Regions from separate parts of the Anas platyrhynchos genome. Here region 2 is linked to region 1. The links are chromatin contacts, called in public Hi-C maps. All regions are on one chromosome and are shown on one strand. The core of a region is the stretch at or near the end of the contact, and the rest is flanking DNA. Distances in the headings are between cores, read along the strand shown. Region 1 overlaps LOC101792439. Region 2 has its middle 26 kb from the start of EAF2.

Evidence for each region. A called contact is a pair of places that touch in the nucleus more often than the background predicts.
Region 2: a Hi-C map of liver shows a contact between it and region 1, with 4 times the contacts expected there. The contact joins two enhancer-like sites.

Annotation. Positions count from the first base shown.
Region 1 is chr7:14,707,998-14,714,945 of IASCAAS_PekinDuck_T2T, forward strand. It overlaps LOC101792439, which reads right to left. Exons shown (of 10, transcript XR_011810577.1): 4 at 6,591-6,789; 5 at 5,731-6,356; 6 at 4,161-4,306; 7 at 2,119-3,280; 8 at 863-961. Among named protein-coding and RNA genes, the nearest start is that of TSN, 14 kb to the left of the region's middle. Within about 2 kb of position 1,339, at least 1 of the 8 cell types and tissues checked has an H3K27ac peak or open chromatin away from gene starts, as enhancers often do.
Region 2 is chr7:14,786,435-14,792,910 of IASCAAS_PekinDuck_T2T, forward strand. No RefSeq gene overlaps it. Among named protein-coding and RNA genes, the nearest start is that of EAF2, 26 kb to the left of the region's middle. Within about 2 kb of position 3,902, at least 3 of the 8 cell types and tissues checked have an H3K27ac peak or open chromatin away from gene starts, as enhancers often do.

The DNA.
Region 1 (6,948 bases), core at 89-2,588:
TATTGTTCTCTAACCTTTTGGAACAGCCAGGGTGGCTGGGGGTATCTCGATATAAAGATACGACTGTGCAAACAGTTCATGGCTGGATTCGATTGTGAATTGGAGTGGAGAAAACCATCGTGCTAGAAAGTAATCAAAAACCTCCCAGAAAGGAGCAGCTTTCTGGGGCTGTGAAAGCCACTTGCTGTTTGGATAAATTATTAGGTTACTGTGCTTATGTTTTCTCTTAGCATGACTGCCACTGGAGGGAATGAAGAGAAGGCAGCTGCGTCCTTTTGATCTGGGAGAGAAAAGGAAGGTGCAAGGAGTTGGTGCTTTGTGCCTGTCGTGGGAATGGAGCTGGAAGGCTGCTAGATGCGGGGCTGTCAGGAGAGGGTCAGAGAGATCTTCCTCCAGCAGCTTCACTGTTTACGTGACAATTTATTTGAAAAACAAAAAATCATAAAAGCTATTTGTGTTAGTTGTGAACTGGCTGTTCAATGCATATTTTGGGGAACAATTTGTTTTCTAACTAGAAATAGCTGGGGGGGGACTCCGAGCCACTGGAGGGAGCCGGGCAGCTGCCCTGGCAGGCATTTGGGCAGCTGCCACTCGCTACGGTGCTCAGCTGTGTGCTGCCACCCTCCTCTTGGGTACTGTGGTTGCAAAGCCTCCAGATGATGCGGAAACTCCCGTTTCCTCAAGGACAAAATGAAGCGCTAAGGATGACGAGGAAATGCAGGCGGTAAGCACGTTGCACTGACCGTGTTTGCCTCAGTGTCTGGAGCAGCACATAACAAGCCCCGGCTGCTGTGGCAGAGGGACAACGAACGGGATAGGGTTTGGTGTTGGGTTGGCGGTGATTTTACAGGACTAGGGCTACCTCCACAAAGGTCTGCCTCTGTCTGCCTTCGTCTGCGGGCTCGCTGGTGCTAGGTGATCTCTGGAGAAATGCACAGATACATTCCCAGTGTGAATCCTCCTGTAACAGAAATGTTTTGTTGACAGTGATTAATACTGACTGGTCTTGTCTTTCCCCCAGGGATGATCTCCAAGAACATTTACAGATTGTTCTCTGTGATCCGCCAACCAAAACTCAGGCTCCTTTAATTTAGCCTCTCGGCCTGTGATCTGGCCTTTGCTGCATAAGTCACGGCATGACATTTTGCTGAACCTGTAATCACAAGGCCACAGGCAGTGGGAATGTCAGGCTGAAAAGGTTAGAACCTTTCTGCCTTTTTACCATTGTTCAGCTTCATGGAATTTTGCTGCTGAGGAGCTGAGAGAGGCCAGACCTTAGAGGGGAGAGCTTTGTGCTCTCAGTTTCAGCTCTGGCTTCTCCTGTGCTGGGGCCTGCCCTGCCCTGGTGGGACTGCAGCCAGGGCAGAACGCTTTGTGCCAGACGATTGTTGTCCGGTGATAATTAAGGGCAGCAGGGCTGTACCATTCTCCCAGATTCATTAGGACTACCCCCTGGATTCTGCTCAGGGCATCCAAAGAACAGACATGGGCACATTGTTCCCCTGAACGCCACTCGCACTAAATGCAATATCTACTCCAGAAAACAAACTAACCCAAAGATTTTAAAAAAATACCCACCTAAAGTCGTTGAAACATAATTATTAAAACCTTTTATGTTACTCTACAGTACAATGTAAATTGTTCCTTTCCATTAAATTTTGAAATACACTAGATTACATCATTTAAATAATTGCATTTTAGGTTCACTATTAGTGGTAGCAGAGAGATATTTACATACATGTCTGAGACATTTCAGATGCAGTGCTACGTTCCAGTCCCTAAGCCGGTTAAATAACAGACTTCCAGTGCGAGCATACTGCTCGTCCACAGGTTCTAGATGTATTTGGGGTGCATGTGTGAGAAAGCAAGAGTTCCTTTTATTCTTGCCTGATTTTGTCTTTGTTTGCTGTGTGCATGCAGCTGAATCTGAGCAAACCGATACATACTTGATTTGGATTAAAGATGAACGACCTTTCTTTTTTTTAACAAGTATTTTGACTGAACATACAAAGGTGAAAAATGAAATATAGTCCTTAGGGGAGTAGTGGTGAAAAACATTTTCTCCAACTTTCCTCCTCTGCTGCATAATACTGCGCCTAATTTTAACCCTGACTTTACCTAATGCTGATGAAATATAGACAATGGTGGAAACCTCTCTCATGTTGTCAAGACTGGCTTTCAACAGAATCCATGCAAATGCAAGCATCACACATCATTCTCCCACAGTGCAATATTAACAACTAAAACTCAGTATTTTCTTCCAGGGGCCTGCTCCTCAAGAGAAGCCCCTGCGTGCAGGTCCCTCGGCCACACGCAGGACGTGAGTCCTGAGGCTGGAGACGAGGATTAGGCTGTAACACTCAGTTCCAGTGCTGCTGGGCAGGAGCCACAACTCTTTCTGGGTCAGAGGCTCCTTTCTGTGTCGTCCACGGAGCGGAGCAAGTCGAAGCCACCGAGGCTCCCCGCGTGCTGCCCACGCAGGACTCAGGGCCGGGTGTGCGGGGTGCTGATCATGATGTTGGGCAGCGCATTGCGCCGCTTCTTCCAGGAGCCCAGCTCCCTTGAGTAGCGCCTGATCTGCCTGAACCAGTGGTGAGTCCGTGCCCGGTCGCTGTCCCGGAACACAAACGCCTCCCGCCTGATCTCAATGAGTTCAAAAGTGTCGTCACAGTCAGGATCAGTGGAGACGATGCAATTACTCAGCCTCAAGGGCTCCCTGAGCAAATGGAACTTGCCATTGTTTTTGTCCCTGATGAGCACCAGCACGGCGTCCTTCACGGGCCCTGGCTCAGCTAGCTCCAGGCTGGACTCGGACACGCGCTTCATGTTGACCAGCAGGAGGACCTGCATGTTTTGGAACTTGAGGGTCTTGCTGCCTTTCTTCACCCACTGGCCGTCAGGGGGCTGGGCCAGCTGCAGGGCCCCCTCCATCACGAAGCGTGTCTCCTCCCGCAGCCATCCCACCGTTTTGAGGGCGGTTTCCCTCATCTCGATGTTGATGACTTCCCTCTTCTTCTTGCTGTCCTGCCGAAAGGAGCGGAGGGTCCACGTGTTGCCCTCCTGCTTGGTTTTCATGTTGATGTGCTCCAGGTGGGACTCGATGCGGCTCTTGGCCTCCCGCAGGCTGCCGTGGTCTGGGTGGTACTCGGTGGTGGCCTTGATGATTCTGCTGAGCAGCAGGGGGTACTTGGTGACCCTCTGCAGAGGGGCCATCAGAAAGGAGCGCAGGTTCATCCGTCGCAGCGCCGTGTTATCGTTCTGGGACACGTCGAGGAATATCCTGCAGGGATTTAAGGACAGGGAATGAAACAGGGGCTGTTTTGCCGGCAGCTGCTGCAATCCTAAGCACTAAGATGAAATCCTGAGCACTGCAGCCCCCGCCCGCCCCCTTGGTTTTAATAGCATTGTGAATTCTGTCTTCTCAAAAATTAAAAAAAGGGGCCTGGAACACTATCACATAACATCCTAGCAGTCTCCTATGAAATCACCATAGAGCAGTGAGGGTGTGATCTTCCCGTGGCGCATGCTGAGGTAGGCCTGAGGCAGGCACATCAGCTTTTATCAGGTTACATCTGTGTGTAGGTCCTTTCATCACTCGATTACAAAGCTCTGAACAGGAGTTTGGTACCGTCATCAATTTATAGCTGTTGCAGTGGAAACAGAGAAGTGACTAGCCCAGCTTGGCCCAGCAGGCTGGGGCTCGGAACGGGATATGATTCAAGTCATGCACGCTTCACGCAGTGGCTTTCCCCAGTGGGAATCCAAACCGTGCTCTGCTGAGAGCTGCTCTCAGCTTTTTAGTGAAAATGTATTGTTTTTTTATATTTTTTTATTATTATTATTTATAATTTATTATTATAAATTTATAAGTGACATTATTTAGTGAAAGTTCAGCCCCGTGGTCAGTGGGCAAACACTAGTACCCCAAAATACAGGATACAGCTGGACACCAACTACAGAGACTGCTTCAGTGAAGATATCAAGGGCTGAACATATTTGGGAGCCTCAAGCACACTCCTCACCCTAAGCCAGAGCAGCTCATCGCTGAAGAACATCAGCAATAAACCTGTGATCTAGTTGAGCTGACAAAGGCTTTGCCTTCAGCCTGGTGCTCTCCGGCCCTCAAAGCCCCAAGGAACACTCACCAGCCCTCCTCTCACCTGAGCAGCTCTTTCTCCTTCTCCAGCGCGTTGAGCATGTTCACTGAGGAGGACTGCTGAAGGCAGTAGGTCTGGAAGGCCGGCAGCATGTTGACGAACTCTAGAAAGATCTCACCGATGCACACGGTCATCAGGTCGTCATCCCCCTGCAAGCACACAACACAGCCCCGCTGGGTTAGCTCGGGAGAGGCAGGAGCACACAGCCTGCGTTCAGCCACAGCAGCGCCACCGTACCGCAGGGTCTGCTGGGTGCCAGGGCGGGGGGACACCGACTGGGCTCCCCCCCTCTGGTGGAGGGTTTAGGTTCGAATGGGTTCATATGGGCAGGGGAGGCACGTAACTCAGGCAACAGGCATGGCACTTAGCAACTTAGAACTTAGAACTGCACTTGTTCTGAGCAACTGGGCTGGCTGGGAAGCACGATCTTCTTTCATTGAGCTCTTACTGGCTACTTTGGTGCCTAAGTGAAAATAAATTTCATGGTAAATTGCTCTTCAGCTTCCAGACTAATTGGAAACATGAGAACCTGGTGGCACCCAATGCTCTTAGCTTTGTTGAGGTGTGTGCTGACACGCTCGGCAATTCCTGCTCATTTCAGTAGCAAGAGAGGGAGCACTTCTCTGGTTTTTGATGCAGTACCGGGCTTTGACTGCAAAGGGTAACATGGAGGAGGAGGCAGGGAAACCCACAGCTGTTGTAGAAGCCCCTGTCTCAAGAAATTATTCACAGGGGACGTGAGAACTGCAGTGTACATCTCTCTTCACTGGGCCAGGTGTGGGAGAGGTTGTCAGCTCCTGAGATGCGTTGCTCAGTCTGACATGCAGGGTTTCACAGGAGAGGGGGGATGTGCTTCCTAGCAAACAAACATCCTGGTGAAACTGATAAAGCAACGAGTGGGTTTTGGTTTCTCAAAGAAAGGAGGGCGTGGAGCTGTTTGTGTGTCCTTTGCAGCAACTGTCTGCTGCTCTAAAAACTTACATTTCTCTGCCCACTATGCTGTTGTGACAGGAGAGTCTTAAGTGCAAGGCAGAGTGCATCAGTACGAGAAACTGGCACACAGAGCTGTAAGTAAGTGCAGATTGCCTCCAGAGCAGGGAGCAGCCTGTGCTGCCTGGCCCTGCAGCCAGCCTAGAGGCAAGCTGCAATGAGCTGCAACCCCAAGCCAGCTCACAGTTGGGTAAGAGCGTGGCCTGCAAGCTTGGCCCCCTCCACCCCTCTGGTAGCTGAGCTCTGTGCCCCCATGGTCACACCTAGAAGTGTCCAAGCTAGCTGGCTTAAAGCCACCTTTGGTAATGGGACAGATGGGTCCTGCTAGGGGGATACAGGGCTGATGGCCTGCTCAAGTCAGCGGCGTTACCACAGTGGGTAAGGCCAGAGGGTTGAGGCCAGCAGCTCCAACCTGGCACAGACCTACTGAAATCCCTGGTTTCCAACAGCTGAGGGAGCGAGAGACTGGGCAGGTGAGCAGAACCCAGGAGTCCTCCACCTCCCAGTTCCCCTCCTCCAGCTGTGCTGCCTTCCTGATACAAAACCTACTCCTGTCTGCCTGCAGAGCACGCAGGCACCGTACCTGGTCAAAGGCCTGATCGATCTCTTCCTGCAGGATCTCCAGGAAGTTCTCGTTGAGGTCGATGAGCTCCTGAATGTTGCTGAAGATGCCAAGGAGCTGCTCTTGACTCAGCAGCCCGGCCGCTTGCATGGGGAGGTAAAACTCCTCTTTGATGATGCGCAGGTCCTCCCCGTAGCTGGCCTCCGTGTTGACAAACTCCAGCACAGACTCCTTGCGCTCCGTCCTGCGCTTGCGGCACTTCTCGCACAGGTCGGCCCGCCGCTGGTTGCAGTTCTGCACGTCTGTCTCTGCCGGGAGGTCCCTTTCTCCGCAGTCAGTGCAGGGCCGGTGGGCTTCCCAGGCCTGCAGGGAGCTCAGCGTTTCGGCCGCCCTGCTCCTCCACTTCCTGGCCGACGTCTGCCCGATGCCGCTGTCCGCCCGCTCCACCTCTGCCGGCTTGGTCCGCGCAGCCTCGCCGCCGGCATCCAGCTCCTCTCGGGCGTCGTTCAGGCCGACGATCCCGCTGTCTGTGCTCAGGCTGCTGACGTTGCTCCAGTGGTGCCGGGAGCGGAGGGAGCCACGTGGGGCGCGGCGAGTCTCGTCGAAGCTGCCGCCATGGCCGAGGTTGGCTTTGGCTACCACGGGACCTGGGAAGAGACGGAAATCATTAGAGGCACTGCCAGCTGCACGGAGCTCAGCGTGGCACAGCCACGAGCAGCACAGACCCTGGCAGGGACACCGGACGAAAGCAGGGCTGCTGGCTGCCTCCCCTCCTGTTTCGCTGCTGGAAAGTTCGGGGGTGGGAAGCAGAAGTAAAGGCAGCCAGGCAGCTCAGCACCTGGCCCATCGCCCACCCCCCTGGGAGTGCACCCTGTGGGTACCGTAGTCCCGCTCCTGCCGGCGCTTCTGCGCGTGCTGCCGCGCCGCCGCCGCGATCTTCAGCTCCAGCTGCTTCCTCTTCACCGAGTCCGTCGGCATGGGGTCGCTGAAGTGCGGCCGCAGCCGGCACTCCCGCTGGGCCTTGGCGCTGCTCTCATGGACGATGTCGGAGCTGGAGCGGCGGCAGCCAGGGCTGGAGGTCTGCAAGAGAGGCAAGGGAAGCGGGTTGGGAGCAACGCAGTGCTCAGAGCAATGTCTGCTCTGCAGCGGCTGGGTTTGGGGTTGCAAAGGAGAAAGGCAATTGTTAGCAGGGGGGTTGGACGAAGCAGGGACTAAAGGAGCCTGGCTGGTCCCCTGGGC
Region 2 (6,476 bases), core at 2,652-5,151, 81 kb after region 1:
GTAGAAAAACAACAACAACAACAACAAACCCTTTATGCTGCATTTGTGTTGTTAGCAAGTGGATGTCTTCTCCTGTGTTTCCTGAGGTCTGTCGCAAGCACCTAATCCCTGCTGTCATATCAACTGTTCCTTGACATAGCTCCTGTCACAGCCTGAAAGCACCAGCCTGGTTTTGGCTAACTTGGCAACTCAAATTTGCAGTGTTTCTGTTTGGCAATCACTCAGTGGCAATTTCGAGGTGGTGATGACTGAGGACAGTGCCATGGAAAGTGTGTTACTCATTTGCAGCCAGATCCAAAGCAAAGATAAATTTGCCCAGTCTCAGATCCAGACCTAGGCGTTTGTAGGCTGTCTCACTGCTGGTTCCCTGAACTGTTCCATCTGGTGCCAGAAAACTTGTTCCGTAGCTGGCGAACATCCTGATCTCTTTAGGTCATGCTTTAATCCTGCCAGCTGAAGGCTGTCATAATAGAAAAACTGGCATTTTCCTCAAGGGGGTGGCTCTGTATGCACCTCTTTCACCTCCTCCTGCATGGGGGCCTGGGTGAGGCTCTGCCTGGCTGCTGGCTGGGCCTGGGGGAGTGCTGCTGAGCCAAGGCCAGGCTGGAGGCGGCCACCTCGGGGCTGACACAGCGCCTCAAGTGCCAACCAGCACGTTTTTATGTAAAATTGAAATGATAAGCATCCCCACCGGGCCCTCCCGGGGTGTCAGCGGGTTCACGTTTATGCAGGCGGCTGGCACTCACGGGCGCATCTCACCCGGGGGACCTGCAAGAAAAGCAGCGTGGGCGATGGCTCCTGTTCCCCCGCAGGCATGGCAAGGGGCTGCTTTATTTTAACCGCTGCCCCGGGGGACAAGGAGCTTTCCTCCGTCGTATGTTATTTCAGCGCCTCGCAGGTGCCCGCCCCGTGGCTCCCTCTGCGCTGCGGGCGGCGATGGCTGAGGGGCCGGCGCCATCTTCTGGGCTCTGAGGAGGGGGAAGAAAACGGGACCGAGGAGCCACGGGGAAGTGTCGTTGACAGCTCCATAACTCGGGATTTTATCCTTTGTAGTGTTGTGTTCCTCAAAGAGTTCAGGGGCAGAGTGATACATCGTGCTTGCTGGCTACGTGCTGGCGCTCGTGTGGTGAGGTTTCATGTGCAGCTGCGGTGCTGTGTCGTCCCCGTGTCCTTGGAACTCCTCGGGCTTGGAATGTCCAGCAGAATGTTAATTACAAAAAAAGCAGTTCAGAAAACATACCAATCTTATTTGTGTTTCTAATCGGAGTCTAGAGAAATAACGATAATAGGTTGTTATCCGTTACAGCTAAGGAAAGGTGGAAGGGAAGGGGAAAAAGCTCTGTTTGTCCTTGTGCATTGGACCAACGAAACCCAATGAGGGAACAAACTTATTAGGCATCTGGGTGCCCAATTTAACACTGCTGCCAAAAGCTATCAGCATTAACACAGCATGGAAGGTCATCTGTAAGTTATATGTCTGCGCAGCACAGTGGCAAAAAGCCAGACAGAGGTACTTTGAGCATGAGCAGGAGCGGGGCAGCTCTGTGCCAGCTCTGCCATGTTTCCAGGTGGGAATGGGTTTGTGCCAGGCTGGCTGGAGTTTGGTGGCCGTCTGTCCATCTGGGCACATTCTGGTGAGATTTCCACGTGACAGCAGCCTGAACTGAGGTCCCCACCGAGGCAGGGCTCATAACGTTCAGTCATTGCTGAGCATTGACTGGTGTTGTGCTTCTGGGGAACGAGGCTGAACAATTATGATGAGATTTCAAAGAGCTGTAGGAGTTAGAAACAGACATGATGTACTGTGTCCCGTCATGGTTAGCCTATAGAGCTTTCTTTGTTTTTTATTTGATGGGTTAAAAAGAAATATCCTCCACACAACCTCACCCCGATCGTTGCCAGTCTGCACGGAAGGAGGCAGTTTGCACGGAGTGATGCATTAATGGGAGTCTCAGCGGTAGCTAGGGAGAAGTGGGAGATTTGCACAGATGAAGTGCAGTTTCCCAGCTAATATATAGTAGGGGAGAAAGTCTGGCCTAGATAAACTGCTGGGCTGCTGCTGTGGGAATGTGGAATGAATGCTGTGGATGCTGTGCAGCCCCAGAATCAGTGCATCTGTCCGCGTTCAAAGGGGGCTAATGCTTCCCCTTGCATCCTTCACTCATCTTCGCAGACTGCAAGCCCTCCGTGCCAAGGCCTGTCTCCCACCAGGTGCAGGACTGACATCTTGCACAGAGCACTTGTCGTAACTGGTGCTTTTAGGCAAGGCTCTGGTATTTCTGCTAATGATTGTTCCTCGCTAACCCCTGTGGTGGTACTTCTGTTGCAAATCAGGAAACTGTAGAAATAAATCTCTTCCTCTCAAGGGCGTCTTGCGGTTCAAGCAAAGTGTTGCAATGCAAGAGATCTCTCTTGCCTTGCCATTGACTCCGTGTGGCTGTAGGCAAGTAATTTCCTCTCTCTGGAGAACCTTTGGGTCTCTGAAAGCCAGAGGAGCCTGTGCCTAACATGAAAAAGTGGTCGGCAGTGGAACTGCTTGTGTAGTGGTAAAGGAGTGTTTTGTTCTCACTTAATTGTCTTTTATTATTTGCCACATCAAAGAAGAAAATGGTAGACTCCATCAGCAGAGGGGGAAATGCCTTTTGAGGAATAGTTAATTCACTGAAAAATAGTTTTATGGAAAAAAATTTGGGAACCTGCCTAAGTTCAGTGAATTGTTTGGGCCAAAAATGAATAGGGAGAAATTTTTCAGGAAATGTTTTGCTTTGACAAGCTCAGAATAAAATGTGACACATTTTTTAGAAAGTGATATTTATTTAAAAACATTATAAATTATAGGGAGGGAAACAAGGCATTTAATGTGACTTGGGCAGGGGAGAAGTCTTGGAGTTGACAGAAAAATCCTGAAAAAAATCCTTCAATTATCCGGGGTCAGGATGTTTTACGGCTTGCTATGATCTTTCGTACTGCCATCATCCAAAGCCTCTGGGTCTTCAGCATGATAAACCTGGGCTGATGACAGGAGTCTCTGATGCTTCCCTTATCTCAGAGTTACAGTTTGCTGCTGCTCTCACCAAAGAGGAAGAATTTGTCTTGCGCCTTGGCATTAGGAGCGCAGAGGAGGAGCATGTTCTAGCCAGAGAACTGGTCAAAGCTGGTGCCTCTGTCTTCCAGCTGCTCAGGAGAAGGGACTTGGTGGTGTCCTACAAGTGACCCTTCAGAAGGGCTGTGTGCCTTGCTTTTCCCCTCGAGTAGAAAGTGCTCAGCATCAGGCTGCACACACCTGCGGTGACACAGAGCTTTGTGTAACTTGAATAACCCTGGGAGGGAGACCCACTTTCTAAGACAAACAGTGCCAGATTGGAGCCATTTTCAATTAAGATAAATTGTGTTCTGTTCATGCTGTGCTCTAAACTGTTTGAATTGCAGATAGATTGTCTTATGGAAAAGCTCCTAATGTGCGAACCCAGTCTATCTGTTAGTTTGGTAATGAGCCCTAAAGCCCTGGAGGAAGAGGGAGAAATTGCTGCAGCTCTTTCCCAAGATCTGTGAGGTGACTGTAAGGTCTTTATGCTGGGAAATAGTACAAGTTTTTTTTTTTTTTTTCTTTCTTTCTTTCTTTTTTCTTTTTCTTGAAACAGAGGGAGAGTGGTGACTACAGTAATTTGTGTTTGACTGTGCTGATGGGGAAACTGAGGTATCTCTCTGTAAGGACTTAATTATTTAGGGCCAGGAGTGACCAAATGTCTGGAAAACATGAGTAACCTCATCTTCAGAGCCTGGCTCATCCATCAGACTGCGGACGTCCGTGGAGAAGGAGTCTCTGCTGCCTGCTAGACTGTGCTCCTCTGTGTCCCTGACGCAGCAGTGACTCACGATGAGCTCTGCGAGCTGGGCTGCACATCTGTAACATCTTGCAGTGGGTGGATGCAAAGTTAGTGGAGCTAATGCCAGTCCCCTGGCTGGCCATGCAGTGGCACTGAAAGCACAGCTAAATCTCAGAGATGAGCTCTGGCAAGGTTTGTGCTGGTTACACGGGGGGTGCTGGACAGGTGCTCTCACCTTGCTGGGAGAAAGGAGGGGAACCATGGAAGGAATTCATCAGGTGCAATTCACAGAGCGCCAGGGGACATGTGCAGCCCTGCACCGTTTGGGAGCTGGCTCTGTTAACCCAGTTGCTCACAGTGTGCTCCCCATGTCCCAGCTTGGAGCTGTATTTCACTGAGGCTGTTACCAAAGGAAAGTTAGTTCCTTTGGTGCTTTCTTTGTTTGCCCGGCAGAATGACAGAGACTTCAGCTTTCCCTTCTACAAGAGAGGTGTGTTTTCAGCCCTCTTTTTGTTCTCCCTCATCTGTCCTGTGAATGAGACGCTGACTTTGCTCCTGAGTGTGAGTGAATCTACAATGGAAGCAAAGAGAAGCTGGAGGCAGAAATGTTGCTAAAGGGACACAGAAAGAAGGGAGTCTGCAGCAGCAAAGGGTCTCACTGTAGCTAGCGACAAAGGCAGAGATTGCCTGTTGATCTGCTAAATTGCAGAGTATGCACAATGCAGCAAATGGGTTTGAGCTGCTGCACTTGAAGGGGCTGAAAATATTTTGATGAAATAGTTTTGCTCAGAAAATACTTCTAAAAAGGAGAGGTGGTTTTGATTAAACTCTGCTTGGATCAGAGACATGCAGAGAAACAATTGCGTGCTGTGTTACAGTGAATAGCATGGGGGTTACAGCACTCCTCTGGGCATCAGGAAATGTGGGAGATTGCTGAACGTGAGCTGGGATGAATGTGTCCTTACGTCATGCACTGGGTTCACAGCAATTTTGGGGCGGGTTTTATCAACTTGTCCTACTGGAGCTGTTTCGCTTTGTAGAAAAGCTGTACTTGGTAGCCCTGAGAGGGCTGGGTTCAGGTCACTGTTCAGCTGATGTGGTGATATTTAAGGAGTGTGAAGAGGCTCCAGCAGGCGGTGGCATGCAGGAGACCTGTGAGGTCAGCCTGGATTGAAGAGTCTCTCTCAGCTGATAGCCCCTAGCCACCAGGGTACACATACGTTTTTTTTTTTTTTTTTTTTTTTTTCAGAAAGCAGTTGAGAGGGCCTGGGTTTTATTCTAAAATGTTTTTTTTTCAAAGTCACAACAGAGTCGGTGTGTTGGGAGCCCACTCCCTACCAGCACTTGTTTCAGCAGAGCGGCCACAGGAGTGGTACGCAAAGGATACTGTGCAGGGTGTTCACAGTTAATGGAGGAAGACAATTAAACCCACAACTTAATAGCTTTCTCTAGTCTCCAGGTAAGCTCTAAACTAGGAGCATTGCCCAGAAGACTTGCTGAAAATCTTTGAAAATACATGAATGCAACTTGTCCTTTCAAACTGTATTTGGTATTTATTATCCGTTCAATAGCTAGGCAAGCATAGAGTAGAGCTGAACCCCTGACCCGCTCAAATTAAACAATTCTCTCTGGGTGAATCTGAATTAAAATAATCCTGCTGGATAGGAAGGCTCCTGTTCTGCTTTGGCTTTGCCGATCAAGCACTGTGAAAACAAACAGTGTCTCTAACCTTGAGGCCCTTGTCAGAACAGCCTCTGCCCTGAGCTGGTGTTACAGCTATTCCCCTCCTGTGTGCAGGACACAAAGGCTGGCGGACCAGCACAGATGTCCTGTGGCTTCCAGTTGGCTCGATTGTCAGCTCAGGCACTGCCCCAGGCTGCCTGAGCTCGTGTGCAGCACTGTACAGGACATGCATGCAGCCACGGGGGATTGTCACCTGCTCACACATCACCAGTTGCCTCAAATCACTCTTCTTTCCTTGAGGTGTCTTTAAAGAATGTTGCAACCAGACTTCCTCTGCTCTTCCAGCCTCAGTTGGTCCTCAGGTACAACCCAAACATTTTTAGGATGCAGAATGCAATTTTTCGTTCAGGTTTATTGCTAGCTACAACCTCTCTTGCCAGGCAGGGAGGGACAGACACCAGCCTCAGCTCCTGCTGGCCACAGCCCCTGCCGCCTGCGTCTCACATCAGCATTCCCCTCACCTAGCAGGTATATTGCTTTCCTCCTCTGCTGTCTGGCTCTGATTGATACTGTCATTTGTGTATTGAAACAGCCAGCGCCTATAAATCCTCCCAAATACCCTATTATTAAAAAGGCATCTCACCTTCAGCTTTGGGGTGGTGAGGAGGGCTCATTATGCTCCTGTTTGTTGGCTGTGCTTATGCAGACCATGTCTCTTGGGGCCAGAGATAAGGCTCGGGTGTGTGCTGTAATATGGTCAGCGAGGAGGTTGCGTGCGTCAGAAGATATCTCGAGGGCAGGCAGAGCTTTCAAAGGCAGCAGCTTGCAGAAGCTGGGATTTTTACAGCTGCACTGCCAGGGCTGGTCAAACAGGGGTGGGCATTTGTGACTTGCAGGTGACAGCTCGCTCCAGAGAGGTTCAGAGTGGCGGCACCAGACCCTTGGCAGCTCCCTTACTGATGGCTG